Regions from separate parts of the Zea mays genome. Here all the other regions are linked to region 3. A link is a contact called in public Hi-C data. All regions are on one chromosome and are shown on one strand. Each heading gives the region's core, a stretch centred on a gene start, on an enhancer-like site or on the middle of the called end of the contact. The rest is flanking DNA. Distances are from core to core; before and after follow the strand shown. Region 1 has its middle 17 kb from the start of LOC100274380. Region 2 holds the start of LOC103643599 (F-box/LRR-repeat protein 15). Region 3 overlaps LOC100193040.

Region 1 (2,913 bases), core at 352-2,851, 270 kb before region 3:
ACAACTTCGTCTACTTCGGGCACAGGCGCGGTGCTATCTCATCTAGCCCTCACGATAGAAATGTCGCGGAAATATCTCCCTTTCATAGCATCAATCTGACTCTGCTTGATGGATGACTTTCCAAAGATGATATGACTCGGCCGCCAGGGCCGATCTTCATCATCTTTGTTTCCACTTTCCAAATCAAAACTTTCGCTCTCGCCAGAATCCTCAGACAACCCATCCAACATTTCATTGGTGATTTTTCTCTGTGTTTGTCTTCTCCATAGCTACATAAAACCCAGCCAATGCAGGGTCAACAACCTTCTTCACTTCAGCCATTTAATCAACGGTTGTGCAAATGCCGAAGCTTGCAAATTAATCAAAACTTGGCAGAGCAAGAAAATTAAGAATGACAAAAATAGCGCAAGCAGTTGAGATGGCACATCAAACGCTATCAATGTGAGTCCCTATTAATATGCCCAGCGCATCATAGTTTGGTGGGCCCTGCATGTCAGTGTCTTTCGCTATTCTAGCGAGGGAAGGTGTTTTTTTGGACTTTCGGCTAAAGGCCTTCGTTCACGTCGCAGTCTAAATTTGTTAATATAGAAACAAATTAATACTGCGAGGGGCTACTGTTGGGGGCCTTTCTCTTCCAAAGGTCCTCAAAAACGTGACTAATATGTTTTTATTGTAACATAAACTATTACAGGAAGCTTTGGCTTTGAGATGAAGGTATACGTGATATGGAGATACAATCCGAGGGTAGGATGAACGGACACCGAAGCTGTGGCTGAAGGAGCTTCGGCTTAGTATGATGATGAAGGTGAAAGATGAAACCGACCTAAAGGGGAAAGACTACTCAGCCCTTGATAGCTCGCCTTATGATTAGCAATAAATGTTAGGTACATGAATGTAATTTTGTCCGGGCTGTGTCCCGTGCCTATAAACAGATGAACAGTAACACCGTACTGTTCACGCCGGATTGTAATTGTTCTCGCATCACTCTCTCATTTTCACCTTCTGCTAAGACGAATGTATTAATGTAATATAAATGTCATTGATGTTTATCTATATTTATAAAATGATAATAGAGATAACCTATTGATTTGTAATGATTATTCATCTTCTTTTGTGTTCTATGTGTCTTTGTTTATACTAATTCACTGAAATGATGAAGGTATGTCCTTCATGACCTTCGCCCGAGGATCATTATATCCCAAGGGAGATAATGCTTCGAAGGACGAAAATCTTTAATCATTAACAATTATGTTGCTTTGTTCTTGATGTATAGTATTCGAGAACAAGGGCCAACACCAAGTCTACCAAAAGCTTTGATGATTTTGAAACTCCTAATATATTTCTAAAATTCTAATAAACTTTGCATAACCATATTTAAAAGCTATATAATTATTTGCAATAAAAATCTTGAAACTATTTTATTAAATACTATATGATTTCATGAGTCTATTAAAATTGGTCTCATGATTTTACCATTTTTCTACTATTTTTACTGGATTTTGTAAGTTACCAACAAAAAGAAAAGAATAAAGCGTAAATAGTACTGGGCTCAAACGAACCCGGGTCGGCCCACGAGTAGAGGAAAGTACCCGCGCCCATGTCCGTGACTTTACGCAAAGGCCCCTAGCCATTCAAATAACCAGGCATGAGTCCACGGTACTATTCCACATGTCACTGACATCTTCACTTAAACCTTCCTACTTCTATTTCTTTACGGTTTCAAGTCCCCGATTGTGCGTTGATCAAACACCTAGCTCTGGCCAAGGGGCTCATCGTTGGTGACCCTTACCAGTGGTAGCAAGCACATAGGCACCACACTAGAGACTGCCCGGGCACATTACCGAGACTAATTTGACTGATCCTCCCCTAATTCTTATCTGCCCACGACGACGGTGGAGCTAGAGCTCCGACAAGGCTGTTCCTCTCAGCACAAGGCGGTAGCGTTTTAACATAGGAGCTTAGAGAGTATTAGTGGCTCACCAGAAGGCTAGAATGACGGTCGGTAAGGCAGGCGAATGGATGGAGCAACGAGTGAACGTGGAGACGGTCTATGGCGAGTTCCCGAGCGGCGACATAATGTTCTCGGTTCTTCGCTGTGGTAGCGTTCGATCGGTAGTCAGTGAGCAACAAGAGACTGTAAGGATGCTAGAACATAGACTAGAGGGGGATAAACATACAGGAGGGGCTCTAGCCACGGGGAAGCTTCTCACGGCGGCGATGGTGACTAATTTCGGGGAAATCCGAAGCGTACGAGCTATGGTGGACGTGAAGGGCTGGCTAAGGGTGGACTGGGTTTGTAAGAGAAGGGCAAAACACAAAAGGCACTCAATTTAAAGAGGCCGGCCACCTGCTTTGCGAATTTGAGATGGGATTGAACTCCACGACGGTGAAATTTTTCACTGGGTAAGCTTCATGGCGCGCAGTAGTGTAATGGCTCAAGGAGGGGTAACTCGCTATCTGACACGGTCATAGTGACGTGGTGAATTGGTCCCTGGCATGGCACAACCGAGGAAGTCAGCAACCACCAAGGTGACGGCCGCTCGGCCACATCGCTGGGCAAGTGGGCACGACAGCGCAGAGCTCCAATTCAACCCTCATGTGATCTTTTCACCCCTCCGTCGATCTTTTTACTCACCATGCCTTTGCCATCCTTAGCCATGCGTGAATCACAGCGCCGAGCGTGGATCACGGCGCAAAGCACACCGGCGGTGAAGGGATCTTCTTCTGTTTACTGTACAATGCAATACTCCCTTTCGGTGTGTCTGACAGAGCTACTTTGAGGGCATATTACTCCCATTTCCAAGTACTAACATACCAACTTGAATTTAGCAAATTTGTTCTCCTATATAACATCTTCAACTTTGTCACAGTGACCCTAGCCTTAATCTAACTAGATCATCCATAATTTGGCTC
Region 2 (2,987 bases), core at 186-2,685, 460 kb after region 3:
CTTCCCCTCATATTATCAAGATGACTCTGTTTAATACTTGATTTTCCGAAAACTGTATGACTTGGTCGCCAGGGTCGATCTTCGGAGTCTTCGCCACCACTTTCCACATCATAACTGTCACTATCACCGGTGTCTTCAGATAAGCATTCTAAAATTTCTCTAGTAATCTTCTCTGTATTTGTCTTTGTTATTGATTCAATAAAGCCAAGATTCTTCTCCTCAGAAAGACTCAGCTTCGTTTCAGCGACAACTTTCTTATCTTGAGACATCTCTTCGAAAATGCTGAAAATGTGCTCTTAAGGCAGAAGCTTAGAAAATCTAAAAAGCCAGGCAAGCGTTTGTAGGCAAGAGCTAAAAATTGAGCAAGCAGAGCAGATGGCAAAAAGCATGCCAAATGAGCTCGTGGTATGCTCTTATTTATACGCCTAGTGCGTTGCAAGTTGGAGGGCCCCGCTTGTCATTGACTGTTGCTATTCTAGCAAAAGGAAGATGTTTTTTCGGACCTTGGGCTTAGGGCCTTCGTCCATATCGCAATCTGAATTTACCATTCTAACAAATTAATATTGCGAGGGGCTACTGTTGGGGGCCTTCGGCTTCCGAAGGTCCTCAAAAACATGATTTAATAATGTTTCTGGAGTATAATACATGAACAGGTACCTTCGGACTTGGGTCAAAACCACAGTGTGAAGAAGCACAAAGAATACGAAGGATGGTGCAGAGCCGAAGCTATGTGCAGGGGAGCTTCGGCGTGATAGCAGAAAAGGAAACCGACTTAAAGGGGAAAAGGCTATTTAGACCCCGATGGATTACTATAGAGTTATTAGTAAATGTAAAGGGCATGAGTGTAATTTTACATGGGCTGCGTCCCGTGCCTATAAATAGGTGAACAGTGCTCCCGTACTGTTCACGTTGATCTGGCATTTGCTTTTGCATCACACTTGTACCCTTACCTTCTTTCGAGCTAAGGTACATTTATAATTTGACATTATTTCTATCTTTCTACAATAATAAAATAGAAACGAGTTGATAATAATATATGATTGTTTATGTTATTCTTTTATATATTTCATATGGTTCCCTCTTCGTTATTATGTATTATGCTGATGAAGGTATGTCCTTCATAATCTTCGTCTGAAAATCGTTATATCTCAAGGAAAATAATGCTTCAAAGAACGAAAGACTTTAACGTTTAACCTTTTTGTGTTGCCTTGTTCTTAACTCATAACATTTGAGAACAAGTCTCCAACACAGTCGTTGTCGTGACCCAGTGCTCTATGGCTAGAGAAATTTGTTATTTACACTCCATTTTAGCTTTATGTTATTATACCATCTCATGTTTATGATTGATAGAATCATTTGTGACAATGATTTATAGATCCGATAATATAGTAGCGAAGCTCATAAATGATAATGACAAAATTGCAAATGTCTTGTCAGTCTATAGCACAAATATGGCCGCGCCCCATCACCTCTGTCTCGAGCCGTCCCTCTCAATCCCCCGCACCCTCTCTCCCTGAGCGCTCGCGAGCCTGCGGCCACCACCGCCGTCTCCACGCCGCGCAGATCCGCCCAGCCGGTTCGGCCCCACTCGAGAATACGTGTACGGACGCAGGCCCCGCCCACCTCGCCGAGGACTCGCTCCTGTGTCGTGCGCGCCAGCACTACCGGTGGCCGTGCGCGGCTGGGCCGTGCCGATTCGACCGAATCCGGTGGAATTCACCGTGCCGTGGTGTCAAATCGGTGAGCTCCGTTGGGTTACGCGTGGGTGGAGGCTCGTTCAGGTCTGGGCGGCCGTAAGTGGCGCCGGGCATGGTTCTAGGGTTTGGTTTTGGTCTTTTGGCGTGAGGGCATGGCGGATGGGGGCCGGATGAAGGGCGTACAGAGCGCTGGCGGTGGCGCCGGTGACGACGAAGAGGGGAATGAGGAGGTGCGAGAGGAGCCGGAACTCGCGCTGTCGCTGGGGCGGCGAGTCTGGCACCTCCCGCCGCGGCAGGAGGCCGCTCCCCGCTCACTTAACTGGACTCCGGTTCTGCCGGAGTGGAACCCCGACGCCGCTGGGAGCTCGCAGGGTGTGGAAAGGGCCTTGGGCGGACAATCCATCTCTTCTCTTGGGTTCCATGACATGTTTGGTGGTATCCTAGACGATCCCCAAGCGGGTGGCAGTATGGAGGTTGGGTGGGGCAAGCTGAACGAAGAGGATGAAGACAGAGACCTGCAGAATAAACGGCTCAGAGTACGACACTTTGGCGAGTAAGTTATGCCAATGTTGCTCCTCATCTTTAGTATTTTGCATGATGTGGACTTTTTGTTGTTCGTTTAAATGTTTTGTTTCTCTAGATCCTATTGATAGTAGTTTCAGGAAAACCTGCCTAGTGAAATTGAAACGAAGCTGCACTTCATGCATTATGTAATTGATGTGGAGTTGCAACCTAAGGTCTTGTTCTTTTGCATGTATGTGGAGGATACCTAAGATGTCTTGAACTCAAGCATGAAAATTTATGCAGTGCATTTTTTGATGTTCGTGTATGTTGAAATGCTGAGCCCATTCTAACAACGGTAGCAAAGATGTAATGCAGTTGCCTGAAGTGTTGTTTTTGTAATCACTGCCTCCCTGGTTTGAAATGATAAAGGACCCACAAATGGATCAATGGAGAAAGTGTTTGCTCTAAGGCCATTCTCAATAACAGTTTCATGAGAGTAATTAGTATGTCACATAGAATTAATTGATATGCCACATAGGATTTTTGATGACATGGCACTACATTTCATAATGAAATAGGTGAAACTACTTTCACCTTTCTGAAACTATGTCAACCCGTTTCTAAGGTATTGGAAAGCGCATGAAACCTCCATTGAGAGCGATTTATTTTATCTCCATCTATTCCTATTGATTATTTAGATGCAACATTTAAGTCACATGTTAGCCTATGAATTTTCACAAAATTGTCCCTTCCAACTATATTCGTGAAGACTAAGTTACTCTGTCC
Region 3 (3,165 bases), core at 574-3,073:
AAATCTCTTAGAAAAATGAAGTTCTTAAACTATCCCTAAAAAGTGTTCATGTCAAGTCACAGTAATAGATATTTATGATAATTAGATTAATCATGGAAAATTATTTTTATAAAAAATTATTATTAATGATTCAAAATCTTCGGTGTGATAATTTTAGACTAGAATTCGGTTCCGCCGTCTCTAGCAAATTGTGCATATGATCGTGCAAAACAATGTTTTGCACTGTAAAGTGTATTGTTTACAGTGTACAGTTTAAAATATGAGATGAGATAGGAAAACTGCTGGCGACAATCTAAAGATCTGTTTGGTTCAGCTATAAATTCTTGAAAATCTAATTATAGTGGTGAGCTATGAGAAAGCTGTTGTGAGCTGACAATGTGATAAAACTAGAATTAATTTGGTTGAAACTACTGTCAACTATAGATTCTATAAGAGCATGATAACTTATATCATAGATAAATGAATCTGAAAAATCCAGAGTAGAAGGTAATTCTGAATTAAACTATCGAAATCTATAAATTTTGATGAATCTATTCTGCTGTTGTATCCATTTAGTTGAGATTTTAGATTTTTAGCAGCAAATATGCAGAGGCAATGCAACGGAGGCGAAGGCCGGTGGCCCAAAACTAATAGGGGTCCAATATTTAGTATCTATCTATACCACTATATAATTCACAAGTTTAAACTTTGAAAACTCATCCAACCAAATAATCCACACACCTATAATCTTCACTACATCCACCAAATAAATTGCACACATACTTAACACACCATGAAAACCAACGGTTTAGATTGTTGAATAACCTCATCTCCCTTGCTTAAATCTAATGGATAATATTATTTGAATCATCTCTCATCCTTCAATCCTCCCCTCTCAGCGTCTCCACTGTTGTTAACCCCTCCCCTCGCGCTGCCACCATCGTCGTCCACCCCCTCTCCTCCCCTTCCAAGAAACGTAGCATTAGCACGGGCTATATGGTAGTAATAAAATAGTAGGGGTAGCCAACAAGCCAGTATCGTCGCTAGCATATGGACGCATGCCGCACACGGACCGCGCAACACGCGCTGCCCACTGCCCAACTGTCATACCCACACCTCCACACGAGTGCGCTTCTGTGCGACCACACCCTCCACGCGATCGTCGTTCGCCATCTCGCCGGTCTAGCCATTCATGATTCTAGGACGCTGGGCACCACTGCGCAGGCACCAAGCACGCACGATCGAGCGATCAGGATTCAAGTTAACCTGCAATCGTCGTTCTTATTTCTCAACATGCGAAGTGCTAATCTGCACCGTTGTATATTATCTAGCGTCTTAGATATTTTAAAAATTAATTTCAGTGCACATCATCAATTACCTACGAAATGCTAATCTGCATTGTACCGTTGTATATTATAGAATTTTTATATAGTCTAGACAGCCACCTCAATCAGTTCGCGAGTCCCTCAAAATCATAGGACCGGGGCTGCAAATCTGATTAGTAAGCTGAACCAAATGCATACTAAGTTCGAAATGGATATCCAAATTTACGGCCCGTTAGAAACCAAATGCGCCAACGACGGCAGCCGTGGAGATTAGTGCGAGCGTCTCGCTGCCAAACTGGCCTTCAGCCTTTCATCAAGGCCGCCGCGGAGTCCAGTTTCGTCGTCAACAACCGCCGTTGGCTGCCGGACTTCAAGCGCAGGATCGCTTGGCTGTTCACCGTGCATTTCCAGGCGCCCGTGACCGAAAAGCGCTTCGTGGACATGATACAGGGCTACAGGCCCGGCGACGAGCACGCCACTTCCGAAGACGGCTGGACATAACTGACGCGTTCGAGTTCCAGACCAAGACCAAAGCGGTCGTTGGGTAGTATTGATGGTCAAACAGGTCATCCGGCACTGGTATTGGCACTAACCCTATCAGACATATCTTGCCGTACCGTGTCGGCACTAGTGTCTAACCAGCGACAAAGTCACTACACTATAGTGCTTAATCATATCGTGTCAGCGCTATACAACGTTAACACATAATAGTGTTCGTACCAGCCTAAACAAAGCTAAAAATATAGAAGATCTTTAAGATTATATATATAATTTTAAAACTTATATATTTATATCATTATAAAATAAATTCATTATATTTAAAATCATAATAAATAACAATTTACAATCTCATGCATATATCATAATCACATCTATATACCATCGGTTGGTCTAAGTCATGTCTAACTATGTCGGTCACTTAATCGTATCATACTATTGTCAGCCCATCGCGTCGGGGTGATGACCCAAACACAGCACTAGACACGTATCGTACCTACACTGGTACTATATGAATCATGCTCATGCTATACCGAAGCACTACTAGAAATACCGTATTTAGTGTATGCCCATTTAACACCTATTTGGCCATCCATAGCTAGGAGTAGCATAAGTGACGAGATGGCTAGCTGCATGGTCGGCGAGCGGGAAGCGATCATCTTAGCCTCAAGCCAGACTTGTTTTTCATCGGTAATTGCAACGTTTTTTTATTCACAACAATAAAATATTATTTTCTGCAAGAGGGACCAAAAGAATTAAATAAAAGTACCCTCCGAGGTGACGTTGCTTGTTACAGAGGACGTGCCAAGTCATTTCGGGACAACAAGTTTGCACAACGGAAAGCTGTTCAAACCATTTCAGACAGAATATGCCGGTATCTGACAAAGTCCGATGTGGCCTTGAAGCTCGGAGTGAACTCGCAGAAGAAGCTCAGCACTGCAGCCAGGTTGTGGGCGCTGTTCTTCGCCAGGGCTTTCTCCAGAAATAGGGCAGGCTGCACGGTGATCACCTGGGCGAATCCTCGCGTCAGTCATCGGCGTATGCAAGGTGAAAGGGGGAAGAGCGAATCAAAGCAAAGCCAAGGACCTTGTATTTTCTGGCATAGCGCAGGGCCTCCAAGTAGTACCCATCTTGCAGCATCGCAGTCACGTAGTCGTGATGCAGGCCTCGCTCCCTCAGCATGTCCATGCCCAGCTTCCTCGTTGGCGGGTGCTGCAGACCCAGCTCCATAAGTTGCATTGCCAGTTCTTTACACGGCTCAAGAATCTGCAGGAAGTGGTCGAAAGCCAAAATGAAGGCAGCAGCATGTTTCCGAGTGTTTTATGATAAACAACACCAACATCACTAGTCAACCGGAATGTGA

What was found. Hi-C and Micro-C count contacts between places; a contact is called where the count stands out from the background.
Region 1: a Hi-C map of tassel shows a contact between it and region 3, with 5 times the contacts expected there. The contact joins two enhancer-like sites. A contact is called at or near these places in 7 of 25 Hi-C or Micro-C datasets (endosperm, leaf, leaf mesophyll and 1 more).
Region 2: a contact with region 3 is called in a Hi-C map of ear, with 2.9 times the contacts expected there. The contact joins the promoter of LOC103643599 here to the enhancer-like site in region 3. A contact is called at or near these places in 6 of 25 Hi-C or Micro-C datasets (ear, endosperm, leaf and 1 more).

The regions. Positions count from the first base shown.
Region 1 is chr1:249,503,975-249,506,887 of Zm-B73-REFERENCE-NAM-5.0, forward strand. No RefSeq gene overlaps it. Among protein-coding and RNA genes, the nearest start is that of LOC100274380, 17 kb to the right of the region's middle. Within about 2 kb of position 1,602, at least 15 of the 20 cell types and tissues checked have an H3K27ac peak or open chromatin away from gene starts, as enhancers often do. A contact at or near this core is called in leaf mesophyll and tassel, where this site is marked.
Region 2 is chr1:250,241,123-250,244,109 of Zm-B73-REFERENCE-NAM-5.0, forward strand. It overlaps LOC103643599 (F-box/LRR-repeat protein 15), which reads left to right and starts at 1,436. Exons shown (of 17, transcript XM_020546794.1): 1 at 1,436-2,250. The coding sequence starts at 1,850.
Region 3 is chr1:249,777,423-249,780,587 of Zm-B73-REFERENCE-NAM-5.0, forward strand. It overlaps LOC100193040, which reads right to left. Exons shown (of 14, transcript NM_001358599.1): 13 at 2,889-3,068; 14 at 2,483-2,811. The coding sequence ends at 2,650. Among protein-coding and RNA genes, the nearest start is that of LOC100193040, 24 kb to the right of the region's middle. Within about 2 kb of position 1,824, at least 10 of the 20 cell types and tissues checked have an H3K27ac peak or open chromatin away from gene starts, as enhancers often do. A contact at or near this core is called in ear, leaf mesophyll and tassel, where this site is marked.